Linked DNA regions of Mus musculus: all the other regions are linked to region 1. The links are chromatin contacts, called in public HiChIP or PLAC-seq and promoter capture Hi-C maps. All regions are on one chromosome and are shown on one strand. The core of a region is the stretch at or near the end of the contact, and the rest is flanking DNA. Distances in the headings are between cores, read along the strand shown. Region 1 holds the start of Dph6 (diphthamine biosynthesis 6). Region 2 has its middle 4.6 kb from the start of Gm13974. Region 3 has its middle 42 kb from the start of Gm13974.

The links. Promoter capture Hi-C pulls out the DNA fragments that hold promoters and counts their contacts. HiChIP or PLAC-seq counts read pairs in DNA pulled down with a chosen protein or histone mark.
Region 2: an H3K27ac HiChIP or PLAC-seq map of the NIH/3T3 cell line shows a contact between it and region 1, with 2.6 times the contacts expected there. The contact joins the enhancer-like site here to the promoter of Dph6 in region 1. A contact is called at or near these places in 11 of 39 promoter capture datasets (the 3T3-L1 cell line, 3T3-L1-derived adipocytes, the SN4741 cell line and 6 more), 7 of 484 Hi-C or Micro-C datasets (cerebellar granule neurons, cortical neurons, embryonic fibroblasts and 3 more) and 3 of 115 datasets of contacts at active chromatin or transcription factors (the NIH/3T3 cell line, a colorectal cancer cell line and neural progenitor cells).
Region 3: a contact with region 1 is called in a promoter capture Hi-C map of liver, with 2.6 times the contacts expected there. The contact joins the enhancer-like site here to the promoter of Dph6 in region 1. A contact is called at or near these places in 7 of 39 promoter capture datasets (the 3T3-L1 cell line, 3T3-L1-derived adipocytes, cranial neural crest and 3 more), 2 of 484 Hi-C or Micro-C datasets (cerebellum and nephron progenitors) and 3 of 9 other capture datasets (adipose tissue, embryonic tail and embryonic trunk).

What each region holds. Positions count from the first base shown.
Region 1 is chr2:114,652,952-114,657,525 of GRCm38.p6, forward strand. It overlaps Dph6 (diphthamine biosynthesis 6), which reads right to left and starts at 2,013. Exons shown (of 9, transcript NM_025675.5): 1 at 1,880-2,013. The coding sequence starts at 1,902.
Region 2 is chr2:114,847,040-114,851,613 of GRCm38.p6, forward strand. No RefSeq gene overlaps it. Among named protein-coding and RNA genes, the nearest start is that of Gm13974, 4.6 kb to the right of the region's middle. Within about 2 kb of position 2,097, at least 13 of the 459 cell types and tissues checked have an H3K27ac peak or open chromatin away from gene starts, as enhancers often do. A contact at or near this core is called in the NIH/3T3 cell line, a colorectal cancer cell line and pancreatic cancer cells, where this site is marked.
Region 3 is chr2:114,809,543-114,814,116 of GRCm38.p6, forward strand. No RefSeq gene overlaps it. Among named protein-coding and RNA genes, the nearest start is that of Gm13974, 42 kb to the right of the region's middle. Within about 2 kb of position 2,744, at least 11 of the 459 cell types and tissues checked have an H3K27ac peak or open chromatin away from gene starts, as enhancers often do. A contact at or near this core is called in liver, where this site is marked.

The sequences.
Region 1 (4,574 bases), core at 763-3,262:
AAATATCCTTTCAAAGTATTTCTCAAGCTGTGTTCTACAGAACACAGAGTACTCAAAGAACAAAAAGCATTCAGGAACAAAGAATTTTTTACTGTTAATTATTATGATGATGTTATTCATTTCCTTTGCATCCTGATGCCACCTCTCCTCGCTCCTCTCCTATGAGTACCTCCCTCTCATGTAGCTCCATCCACCATACCACCCCTTCTTTGCAGAAAAGGGGAGGCCTCCTAAGGACCAACCAGCCTTGGCATATCAAGTTGCAATAAGATTAGGTGCTTCTTCTTGAGACTAGACAATGCAGCCCAGATCGGGCAGAAGATTCCAAAGGCAGACAATGCAATCACAATATATTTGGGTTTCTATGCTTCAGAATAAATTTAAAATAGCCTGCCTAGATAATCTACAAGCTTCCATTCAACAGGACATCTTTTTTTTTTTTTTTTTTTTTGAGTTTTTTTTAGTCTTTGACTTAGTGATATAAAAGAATGTGTTTCATTTTGTCCTGGAAATACATTCATACCCTATCAACTGTTGTACACACAAATTCAAATACATGCATGTGGGTACACAATGCACACAGATTTATCAAACTGAAGCTTAAATATATGGCCATGTTATACACAATCATACACAGTACATGTATATTTATTTTGTGCATTCTTATTTCCTAATATACAGCTTTTAATTGTATAATTTCTCAAACAGCACCTCTAAATTCCTATCCACTGAGTGTTTTGAGGAACACACTCCACTGAGACTTTCTTCTCTCCAGTTTCACATGTTTTACTACCCTGCTGAGCTTCGGTAAACTAAGTTCCATGGCTGCCTTCCTGGCTCACATTTAATTTTTATCTCTCTTCACCAAATAATCGTGATGGTTAAAGTTTTATTCCCTTTATGTGTAAAATTTATTAAATTATGGTGGGTTTTCATTTCCTTAAAATGGCACAGAATCAACAGATCTGGCATTTTCCTGCCACTAGAGAAACTGGCTTACCTAGACTGTCACCCACTGTCAACTAGCATCAGTTACCTAGGGCATTAACAACAAATGTGTACGTGTGCTTCACTAGGCTAACAAAAAGAGACTGTAGCAATAAAGTGGAATTCACACTTTTTTGAGGTCTAAATCTCAAGAAACAATACACTTAAGGGTCTTAAACTAATATTGCTATGCCCCTTATCACTGCCAGGCACTGAAACAGATCAAGGATAGCTCTGCTTATCAGCTATAGTATCTGGGCTTTTAAGTAAGTTACTAGATTTCAAACTACTTTTGGAATATGACTTGGGTTGCCCAGGGTCAGTAAGGCAAATTTGTATCCAACGCACTCCAGAGCATCTAGAAAAACCTAGCTTATTTTCAACTCAACCAGGAGGAAATACATCTGTCAGTAGCTTGAGTTCCAACGGAGGTGTCTGACAACATAGGAGCAAAGCAATCTCAAACCATCTAGGGGATCCTACAGCTCTCCCGGCAAGCCAGAGATGTGAGAAGAGAGTGAGGTTGCAATCCTCCTTCCTGGAAAGGATCAAGACTGAGGAGAATTATAGAGGACAAAAACTGCTAACAAGTAAGTGAAGTTAACAGCGGCTCTCAAAGTTCAGAGCAAATAAAAGTCCAACAGGCGTGGTGACCATGCGCCCACGGAGGAGGAGGAGGACCCAGGAATTAGTGCTGTTTAGCTTTGCCAAGCTGCCAGAGAGGAGGCGCGTGGGGCCAGGGAGCCCGAGCAGATCGCCCCGCCTCTTCCGGTGGCCGTGGCGCCGGCCGGCCCACGCGGCGCCCCAAGAAGTGGCTCCGGATGTTTCTACAGTGGCCGCGTCAGGATATAGCCTTGCCCAAGAGTAAAGCGATGGCCCCAGTCCTCATTACCTGATCAGGGCCGCGACCCTCATTCTGGGCGCAGTGTGCGTGCGTACGTGCGTGCGTGCGGTAACCACAGACGCCAGGCCCGGGATCCCGCGGCGACTGGACCTACACGCGCGGTCCTCGACCTGGTGTCTGCTGCGCTGCCTGCCCTCGACCATGCCTACTGCCCCTTCAGCACCTTGCTGAACACCCGGGTGTAGAGGCTAGGTAGTCTCAGCATCTGTTCCCTGATACATGGATATATGGCTCAGAATTTACAAAAAGAAAAAAGTTTAGGCACAGCCTAACCACCTAAGTAAGGGCAGTGAAGCTGCCAAGGGAAGGGCATGGTCCTTGGTAAACCGCTTGAGGGTGCTGGGATTGTCTGGGTAGTAAATTCAAAGTCACAAGTTCTAAGATTTGAAACACTACCTTGGAAAGGGGATTTAGTCTCTCTCCTCTCTTCGTCAACTACAAGAAAGAAATCTTTTCGCCCTTCCTACCCCCCCTCCAAAAAAAAAAACCCACTAACCCCTGATCACTTTTAACTTCGAGGTTTGCATCTCTGCCCATTGAACCAGTGAGGCTACATGACCTCCGCCTCCTATACTGTGTTTTTGCATTTTCCCAATACAGAAACTGAAAAACTTGCACTCCAGAAAGCAAAACGAAAATCTAATTTAAAATACGTTTGCCAGTACTTAGTTATTTGAATGTACTAAGCACTCTTTGGAGCTCCTGGGATCAACTGGTGTACGATATAGACCACCATGCCTACCTACATCCATGAACAAGGAGTTTGTGTAGAGGTGTAGGAAGAAGAGAATTTAAAAAGAGAATTGTATGTTAAAGTGAAAAATACTGTACCAAAAGAGAGAGAAAGAGAGAGACAGAAAAAAAATGCAGAAATAGAGGGTACACGTGGCATTATTGGTGAGTTAAACTAACTTAAACATATACATCTTTGAATATTATTCATATGTAAAGAATGTATATATATATATATATATATATATATATATATATATTTTTTTTTTTTTTTTTTTTTGAGACAGGTTTTCTATGTGTAGCCCTGGCTGTCCTGGAACTCACTCTGTAGACCAGGCTGGCCTAGAACTCAGAAATCCACTTGCCTCTGCCTCCTGAGTGCTGGGATTAAAGGTGTGCGCCACCACTGCCTATGTATATACACATTATATACATGTAATACATATATATATATATATATATATATATATATATATGTGTGTGTGTGTGTGTGTATATGTGTGTGTGTGTGTATATATATATATATATATATATATATATGTATATATATACATATATATATCTCCAGTGAATGCCCAAACTCCCAAAATCCGTCTTCCCAATGTATCCATGTTGAATAAATCTCCCTTTCTGATTTCTACTTTCACCTGGCTTTTTTTTTTCCAGCCTGCTGGTTCTGGCCATATTTATTTCATACATGTGGGATACACTGTCACTGCCTTTAGACACAGCCTTAGACAGCATTGGATGCCCACTACAGATGGTTGTGAGCCACCATGTGGTTGCTGGGAATTGAACTCAGGACCTCTGGAAGAGCAGTCAGTGCTCTTTACCGCTAAGCCATCTCTCCAGCCCTTCACCTGGCTTTTAAAATTGTATTTTAATTAAAGACTGCTGGCAGGACATGAATTGGGCACAGGTTTTGAACTGAAGGTTTGATGACAAAAGAACAGGTAACTGGAGAAGAGTAACCAGAATGCATGATGGAAGATGAAGTCTGGGTGGTGGAGAGAGAAGATCATCCAAGGTGGTGTAGGCCATCTCAGACTTTATAGCACAGGTATGGTTGAAGGTTTTATAAGGACAACAGGTTCTTATAACACTGCAATGTTGAAAACATCTATTAGGGAAGAAATCTATTTTAATGTTCCAGGAGAGATGATGTGATGTGATCTAAAAACAAGATGATGGATTTGGCAAAACATGAAAAGAATTAGTATTTTTAAAACAGTCAATATAGTTGAATAGACAGATATGGGTTACTAAAGAAAGCCATGAGAAATGAGAACAATATCATGAACTAAAGGTAGGATGTGTGAGACACCTCACATTGTGTGGGATACACATTAGCAATCCGTCTTGCCATACTACAAGTGCTTTCAATGGCTCCAAATAGTTGGTATGCGTCATCATGGCATTGATAATTTGCTATGAGTATCAGTATTATAATCGTGTGTGCAAAAAATAATCTGTGATTATAATTATTTACCAAATCAATTAAGTATTTGAGATGTTGGTGTCTGGTTAGAGATAAAGCATTCAAATTATACATTATGAATCATATGCTTTTCAGCCTATGAAATTTTGAAAGTAACAATTTATGTAATACATATGACAAGATCATTGGGAGTTGAGTCCATTGAACTGATGGGTAGTTAGAGTAGTATAGGACTTGAAAGATAAGGACAGGAGAAACAGATACATCTTCAAACAAAGATATGAGAGGTTAGCCTTACTGGTGGAGAGGTTATGTTGGTCAGAGAGGAAGACAAATTGGACAGTCAGGGTGATGCCCAGTTATCTAGAATCAGGAAATGCCACTCGAAGTAATAGCAATGACAGGAAAGTTAGTCTAGCTGTTTATCATCAATTTTAGAAAGCTGTGTAGATTATCAGTAATTAACATGTGGACTATTTTGATAAAATAAGCATCAAGTGCCTCAAAGACTCA
Region 2 (4,574 bases), core at 847-3,346, 190 kb after region 1:
TTTGTTTGTTTGAGAATCAAGTTTTAGAAATCATGTCTTCTTTCTTGAATAGTGTCCTTGAATACCCTACTAACCTCTTTTTCAAAAAATGGGTTAGTATTGGTAAAGGTTAGTTTTAGTTTCTTTGGTTTGGGGAAAAACAAATCACACTGTGCTAGGGTAAAGAATCATTTTAAAGGAACTCCCAATATTTCAAAGCAAAATGGCAGGAAGGGTCACTTTAGTTTGGCCATTTCACAGGAGGGAAAGGGGGTGAGATTGACACATTTAGGAAGCCACATGGCCAGACTGAGTTGTTTAAAGGACACTGTTTGTAAGCATGTATATCCTTCTGTGTTGTATTTACACTTTAATGTATTTTACTTGCATGCCATCTTGCCTACTTTCAAAATGGTTTAGACATCAAGAAGAATAAAATTCCCTCCTTTTTTTCTGGGGCTGGGGCAGGGGAGCTACAGACTGATCATCAGCTCCTTTTGTTTGAGAGAGAACAGATAGATGGTGTGTTACTGAGTGTGGGGCCCTAGCTGATGGCTTTTCTTTGACAAGATATTACGTTTTATGGAGAGAACCAAGGCCACATCCTGTTCTAAAATAAAGGTCAGAGGAGGTTCCCCCCACCCCGCCACTCACGTATCCTTCAGTCCCCACCAAAACAGACTCTTGCCCCCAAATGAAGGGAAGTGTGCCTTGTCTCAGGCCCTAGGATACTGTGCTAGTATGTGCCCCAGCATATGTATAATCCCAGGACCTGGTGACCTTGCCAAGTAGAAGGAAAGGAGCTCTCATATCATATGTGTTGACTAGATCAAGCCCTTCAAGCCACCTTCGACTGAGCTGAGCAACAAGTGGAAATTCTTTATTACATTTCTTGTTCCACAGTTACAAAATTCATAAAGAAGTATCTACCTCAGATAGATTTCCATTCATTAGATTTCCATTGTCTGTGGTTTAGTTGTTTATGTATTAAGGTAATTCAGTTACATCTATAGTACTAATAAGCGGGGTTTTTTTACAGTCTTTTTTACATTAAAATATTCATCATTCATTTTTTATAATCATCTACATAGAATAGAATATTGAATATAGAATCAGATGCTAAGAAGTTGTGCATCAAAGGCTATTTTATCTTTTATGTAGGGATTTTAAAGAACAACTCATACTCAAAGTAATGTTTTTGTTATTTACCCACTTTGAGGAATATTACCAACCTTGACTGTGCTTTCTAGATCTTTACAACTTAGAACTATATTATAAGCTAATAAGGTAATATTCTGTGAAAAATAATAGATGAAAACTATGAACATAAACGGACATCTTTGGTGCAAAAGTAAATTATTACCAAAAGCTTTTTTTTTAAATTTCCTAACAAATTTATATCTACAGGAAGGCCAAATCTTCAAGTCAACTAGAAGACCTTCTAGAAAATACCGCTTATTACATAGAAGAATCAGGACACACTGCAGGTCCTTTCTGAAGCAAAGGGGGTCTTGCTGTATTTCTTTAATGCCAATCACAGTCACTCTTCACCCTTCACTGCTCTTGCGCTCAGTTTTAAGGAATGTCTTGCTCAGGAGAGCCTCCGTCCAAACAGTGACTAACACAGCTGCTAATGGCTCAGCTAGCCTCTACTCCTCCTCTTTGCCTCATATTCCCTGGTGCTACAGATTGCATGGAGGGACTATGAAGTGAGAATGGAAGAGAGAGGAAAAAACCGTACAGCATCATCATCTTTCAATTAAATGCAGTGTGAAAAGCCTTATCAATCCATGCGTTCTTCCTTATGTTATATTTAGGGCTGGAAATTCCTTGACAAAATTGTTTTTTTTTTAATTTTAATTTTTTATTTTTATATTTTTGGCGATTTTAGAAAACTGGCATAGAAATGAGGAGCAGAATGTTCACCATTCCTCATGGGCTGCTATTTGCTTCTTCTGATGCTCCCATTTAACCGCCACTGGATATCTGCTAAAGACATATTTGTTTCTGTGAACAGAGTGACCTTTCCTTGAATGGCCCCTCTAAGGAGAAATACCAGACCTGAAACTGATCCTAACAAGTTGCCAGGAAATTAAGTATGACTCAGGATGATTAAGTGTATCCAGTTGAATCATTGCCTCCCTCCAGGTCTGCCTTCCTTTAACTCCCTCCTTTTCTACCATGCTAGCACACTCCTCCCACCACCGAACCTAAGTATAATTCTCATCACTTTCCTTCCTCTCCAACTCAATCCATCAGAAGGTGAGCTGAAATTATATTGCATACCCACCCACTTATCCACTCTCACCAATACCACTGCAGTACGCTGAGCCCAAAGCATCTCCCATTTGCATCTTTCAACTGGCTCCTAACTGCTTGTCCTGCTCCATCCTTGCTCCTCTTTGGTGTGTTCTTCACATGGCAACAGCCATCATGGTATTTTTGTCTTCTTGCACAGAACTCCCCTGAAGCTTCCCATTTAAGTTGGCAAGAACATCCCAACTGATAGTGTCCAAAGGGTCCATGAATGCTTTGACTTCTGCATCCCTCCCCAGATTTCCAATTTCATCAAATGGCTGCTATATGCTCTTCACTGTCCTGTGTGAAGGAAACTCAGCATTCGAGACAGTCTAGATTCCTGCTTAGAAATTTCTCAAGAAATGAAGATAGACTACAAAAAGAAGTAAAAAAAAAAAAAAAAAAAAAAGAGTCTCCCTAGAATTAAGCCATAAAGTTTGGATTCACTTGGAAGGTGGCATGTGGGTGAAATGTGTGTGTGTGTGTGTGTGTGTGTGTGTGCTTACGGAAACATCTTTATTCTTTTATAGGAAATTTCTAAGATTCATTTAAATTTTCCTTTTTATTGGTTATTTTATTTATTTACATTTCAAATGTTATTTCCCCTTCCCAGTTTTCCCTCTACAAATCCCCATCTCCTTCCCCCCCTCCACATCTATGAAGATTCTCCCCATCCTACCAACCCATTCCCATGAGACTACCCTAGAATTCCCTACACTAGGTCATCAAGCCTCCACAGGTCCATGGATCTGGAGCAATGGGTCCCTCCATGTATACCCTTTGGTTGGTGGTTTAGTCCCTGGGAGATTTAGGGGTCTGGTTGGTTGATATTGTTGTTCTTCCTATGGGGTTGCTAACCCCCTCAGCTCCTTCAGTCCTTCCTCTAACTCCCCCAGCTGTGGTGGATGAAACGTTGAAAGGCAACATAAAGCCCATGTGGCTATCTGAAGGATGTTAAAGGAGCCACTGGATGACTTATATGGAGACCTATTTTACATCTTTAAGAGATGGCTAACCGTCATGAGGAGAACAGAGTTGAAGAAAGCTGGCTCCTAGGCTGGAAGCTGTAGCATGTGCTCCCAGGCAAGGGATGATTATGAGATGGTCTGGACAGTGACTAGAAAGGGGTGGACAGATTCAGGACAATATTTCTGATCTAACAGCACTTGTTGATTGATAAGGTGTGGGTGTAAAGGACCAGAGGAGGAAAATACACCTTCTATCTTTGGTCTTAGGCAATTACTGGAGCAAATACAGATACCTGAAGCAGAGTAAGTGGAGGGGGGGGGCAGGTGTGGAAAAAAAAAAGCTTCATTCCACACCCAGAGACATAGCATACTTCAGCCTCCACTGTGTACCCATCTTTTCCTAGTCGTGTCTTTAATGGATGGTGCTTTCCTTTTGACTAGAATGTCCTGTTTATGTCCTGGCATAAGTCCCTATCCTTGGGAACCCAGCTGATATGCCCCCTTTTCAGAGACATCTACTATTTACTTTTCTGTGTTCAATTATTTTCTATTAAACTTCTATTTTAATTATTTTATCTAAAGAATTAAAAAATATTTTTCTTTATTTTTTCTACTGCTATAAAAGATTCACAAGGGAAAAGAGAGATGCCTCCCTTTTATTCACCATTAAATCCAAACTATCTAATAGACAGAGGTATATTCTAAGATACAAATACTTTTTGAATAGTTACATCATGTAAACCATTCTGTCAATTTATTAATTACATGGAAGCATCCAGAAGCTTTGATTTCAGTAGATTACATTGTTTGATTTCAATTGCTTAGGCTTAAAACACATCAAAATAGTGTGTTTCCATTGCTTTATATGCTGGTATAAAGTTTTAATGAATAAATTATTGCTTTGCTCAAGAAACAGATAGCCCTTGAACCAATGTTTGAAGGCTCAGTGCCTTGCCCAGAGGGAACATGAATTGAACAGGGTGGGAATGTGGGGTGGGGGCAGGTATCTTGACTATTCCAAATCTTGGTTCCATAAGCTGTTAAACATATAAATACAGCCTTTGCTTTGAAGAGTTCCTGTAGCAACTGAATGGGATAATCCATATAAAGCCCCAAACACAATTCTTAGTAGACTGTAAGTACTTAATCAATATGACTATTATTAGTGTTATTGTTGTTGATATTCATTGCTAAGACAGAGCCTCTGTGAGAAGAACCAGAAACCTTATACACGAACACTTGTGCTGCTCTGCACTCTTGGTACCCATAAATAAAAATAATTATTGCAATATTACAAATATGCACTGGAAACAGTATTTCTGTCATTTG
Region 3 (4,574 bases), core at 1,494-3,993, 160 kb after region 1:
ACTGAAACTCAAAGTAAGAAAGTTCTCAGGCCCATTTTTCTACTTCTCTGGTCCAGGCAGATCACTCAGACTCTTTTGGGAGTTACTTAGCAACCAATTTGTCCCCTGTGGAGCAAGCTTGGGCTCTGGAAGGTAGAATCAGCATACAGTTTGACTTATCCCAGTCCTTACTTTTATAACAGTGCTCATCCTTGGTTCAAATGTCTATGAAGGCCCTTAAGGAAGACAGAATCCCACGGAAAGACATCTTTTACTTTCATTCTAGACAAAGATAGTATTTTAAGGAAAATTAAGGTTTTTTTTAATGAGGTTTCCATTACACCAAGTTCCCAGCCATTTTCCCAGTTGAACAAAAGACCCTAGATTGGGTTTGGGTAGGTAACACTTATATTTGGCACTCAAAGGAAGATATAGCTCTCTCTCTCTTTCTCTCTCTCTGTGTGTGTGTGTGTGCATGTGTGTTAATGTTATATATTACCTCTGAATCATTAAAACATCATACTTATTTTTCTTATTTTAAAATTATTACAGATTGCTGACCTAGGTATATTTATATTTTCTAAATAGCCATATTGACTTAAAAGGAAAGAGAGAGACGATTGGAATGTGTATGTTTCATTTTAAGGAAATAAGTATTTATAATGCATTTTTGGAGCTGATGATATAGTCCAGCCATAGAGTGATTGCCTACCAACACGAAGGACCAGGTGCAATCACTGATACTATCAATCAATCAATAAAAAGTATCATCTAATTTTTAAAAGTAAATAAATCTAAGATGATATGAAAATTAACTGAGAGCATAACTGATTAATAAAGAGAAAAAGAACCTCAGAAACATATCTTTTAAAAGTTATGTCAACTGTATACTCTTGAATATGCTATTTTATTTTGATCTATTTCTGAAGTTATGAATTAATTCATGACTGTTCTTTGCTAGGTTACTTCCTGTTTGCTAGGTTACTTCCTGTTTGCTAGCACAGAAACAAAGACAAATTATAGAAGGACCAGTGCATAGTCCATGACAACCTGTAAAACATTCTGTGGGCCAACCATGCCTGCAGAATTATAAATAGCAAACATTCTGGGTGTGTTTTGGGGGGATTATGGGGGCTGGGTAGAAATATAACTGAAAGTTTAATTTATGCTCACAAAGAAACTGGAAGTAAACCCTTGGAAGTAAACCCTTCCAGAATTGAGAACTTAATCAGGGAATCGGGGATGCAGCCAACCTAAATACTCTCTTTGTTGTGGGTTACAATATTCTCAAAGAATGGATTAAGTACAGACTTATCACTAGTATTAGCAAAGAAAATTAGATGTATTTTTTTTCTATTCATAGGCATTATTTTTTTTCCCTATGGTCTCACTTTGTAACCGTAGCTGACTGGTTTGGAACTTAGAAAAATCTATGTGTCTCTATCTTTCATGTGCTGGGATAAAAGGTATGTACTACCATACCTGGTCTCTTTCAAATTTAATATTGTATTTAGAATTTTAATAGTAATTATGGATATGCTTGAGTGCACCTGTGTATATCTGTTGAGCTGCCTAACATGCATTCTTCAATCTGGACTCTGGTCTTCATGTGAGCAGCAAGTGCTCTTAACCACTGAGCAATCTCATACTCAAACCATGAAAAAGAAGGTATCCAGCATTGAAGGCAGGTGGCTGTAATGATATATTTGTAGGGATAGGCATAGAGCATGTATCATTGTGTACAGGTAGTCACTCAAAGGGTGATTTATAATCATTTTTGAGCCAAACAGGAGTTAAAAGGTTGAGGTCAGCAACCCTTATAAAAATGTTAATTATTCCATCCTCAATATTCTACCATCATTTAATGATACAGTAGTTGCTACTTCAATCATGTTGAGTACAAGACACTACACATGGGGAGTCATGGAATTGGTCTTTAGGCTTCATGACTCTAGAGAGCTTGTCTAATGTTTATGAAAAGCTGTTACTGGTTCAGGAATGTAGTAGACACTTAGTGTTTCTGTTCAGTGAAAGAGTGAGAAAAATAACACAAAAATGTTTTCATAGAGTGTCTGCTTACAAAGCCTATATCTTATTAAAGCATGCACAGCGTGTTTATAGTTTATGAAATCCACTGACCTATTTCTCTAGTATCAGTGGTTTCAAACCTGTTTTCTTTCTAGAACCTACCTGGGAAGGGGAAGGAGGAGAGGGAGTGTGTATGTGTGTGTGTTCATTCAACCTGTTTTATAAGTAATGGCGTCTTGAGAAGGTGGCTGATTTTGCAAGAGATTCTGGCACCCAATCTATACTAACTAATATAACTAGTATATATACTAGAAGATGCTGGGGAGTCGATAACCGACTAAGCTTGGTAATCACACAAGATTGGAAACCTGGCAATAGCCATTTCTAGTTCTATAAATGTAAAATTTGCTGCCTTAAGCCAGTTTTCTCATCATAAAATATAAAGACTAATAGTAACTTCCCCAATGGGACCACTAAACAGATCAAAGGAGTTAATGGTTAGAAAGTTCATATCCAAGGGCTTTCCCTGAGTAAGTACCTAAGAAACCTTCTGGTCATTACTAGTCACTTGGCCTTTGGTTCATTTTAGTATTAGATCTAAAACAAATGAATGACTACTAACGCTTCATCCCGAATTCTGTTCAGAAGCCAGTAGACATTTAGCAACTCCAGGACAGGGCAAGAGTACGGCATTTCCGATCCCCATTGGACTTCCTGGAAGGATGAACACTGTTGTTTCAGGATTTCAAGCCAGGCCCCGCCAGGAAAACACAAGTTAAAGTTATCTGGCAATGATAAGATTGGGAAGTACATGAAACCGTTGATTTGGATCTAGTTTCCCAGGTCATCAAAGGTTCAGAAGTTGAGAAAAGGGTGATGGTTGGTGCGTGGAAAAGTAACATATTTTTTTTTCCCCACAAAGGAATAGTGTGCTGTTGAGTGATGCATTTTTACGAAAGTTAAATACTCCAAAAATCAGGTAGTGCAAAATCAGTGATAAACTACCATGTCAGCCCCTAAGATAAACAAAATAAGCAGCTTTCTTAGATGAAGTTTATCAGAGTGTGGTAGGAAGGTCAGGCTGACAAATTGAGGGGCTGAGAGTTTGAGGTGGCTGGTGACTGTTATGTAACCAACGTTGGTACTAAATTTAAACTTCCACAGCCGTCTCTGGAGGTGTGTGGGTGGAGAGGTGAAGGGGCAGATTGAAGACAATGGTCTTTATTTTCATAATGTGATTTAATTTTAGGTTAGGCATGTATAATGACGCTCAGCCAACATTTGGCAATCCTGTATTTTTTTTTTTGAACAGAGGCTATCCTTAGCCCCATGAACACCCCCACTTTTCAGTCAAACTGCTACCCCAGTCCAGTATTTTGCTGGCCTCCCTGGAAGTGGAATTGTCTGGACCTTTCCCTTGCAGAAGCCAAACATAAACACAAGGGCATTAAAATGGAAACAGGATCTTGGTTCTCACTGTTTCGCAGGGCTCTTTAGCTCTGACCTCTGACCCTCATTAAGACCCATGGAAGGTCTGGGCATCTGCGATGTGTAGCTCACTGTGGGAATTTTTTTCTTGCTATGATTGTTGTTTTCCTCCTCCTGGATTATTTTGGTTTAACCTAGGGCTATGATGTAAAATAAGCTACTTTCAAGAGCTTTCCCTGGCCGGCTGTGTTTGGGAACAAGGGTTAGGAAATGTGATTTGACTACTGCTGGCAACTCCAAGACTTCATTTTCAAATTGTCACCTAAAACCCTTGCCAGATAATATAAAGTTTTGTTTTTTTTTTTTTAATTTTGACATTGAGTGCTGGAAAATCCTGATGCAAATGTTCATGTTTCTCCCTGTCTCTTTGTCTCTGTCTGTTCTTCTGTTTGTCTGTCTTATGTGTGTGAGTGAGTGTGCATGTATATGTGAAGATATATATGAAGACCAGAGGCAGATACTAAGTTGTCAATCACTTCTTTAAACAGGGGCCCTAATTGAACTTGGAGATTGCCCACCATTTTATCTAGGCTGTGCCAGTGACTCCTTGAGATCCAATTCAAGATCCATCTCTATCCCCCAAAGATGATACCCCAGATGTACATTTGCTATGCACAGCCTTCCCCGGGGTGTTAGGGATCCAAACTTGGAGCCTCTTGCTTAGGCAGCAAGTACTTTACTTACTGTACTGTTCTTTAGCCCAAATTCTGAATTTTGAAAAGCCATTTAAGAAAGTTTGTGGTTAGACTCTATACATATATTTTAAATGTAGACCTCAGATTAGAATATCATCTCCAGTGTTTTCTCAGGTTATGTTATACCATCTAAACTGTGTTAAAGACACTTTTCCTGACCATCCCGCTGGAATTCCCTCAGAGACATTAACTTTTCTTCGCAGGAATTCTTTGATCTTCTACAGAAGTTTTTTAAGAGAAGAGAATTCAGATATACAATGAAAAGACAATTTTAAATAGCTGTCTTGAGTGGGTAATTTATGCATATATTTAGAAGTAATTATTAAGGGTTTTACTAAATTCTTGTTAAAAATAAAAGAAAGGACTGCTAAATAAACTAGGAAA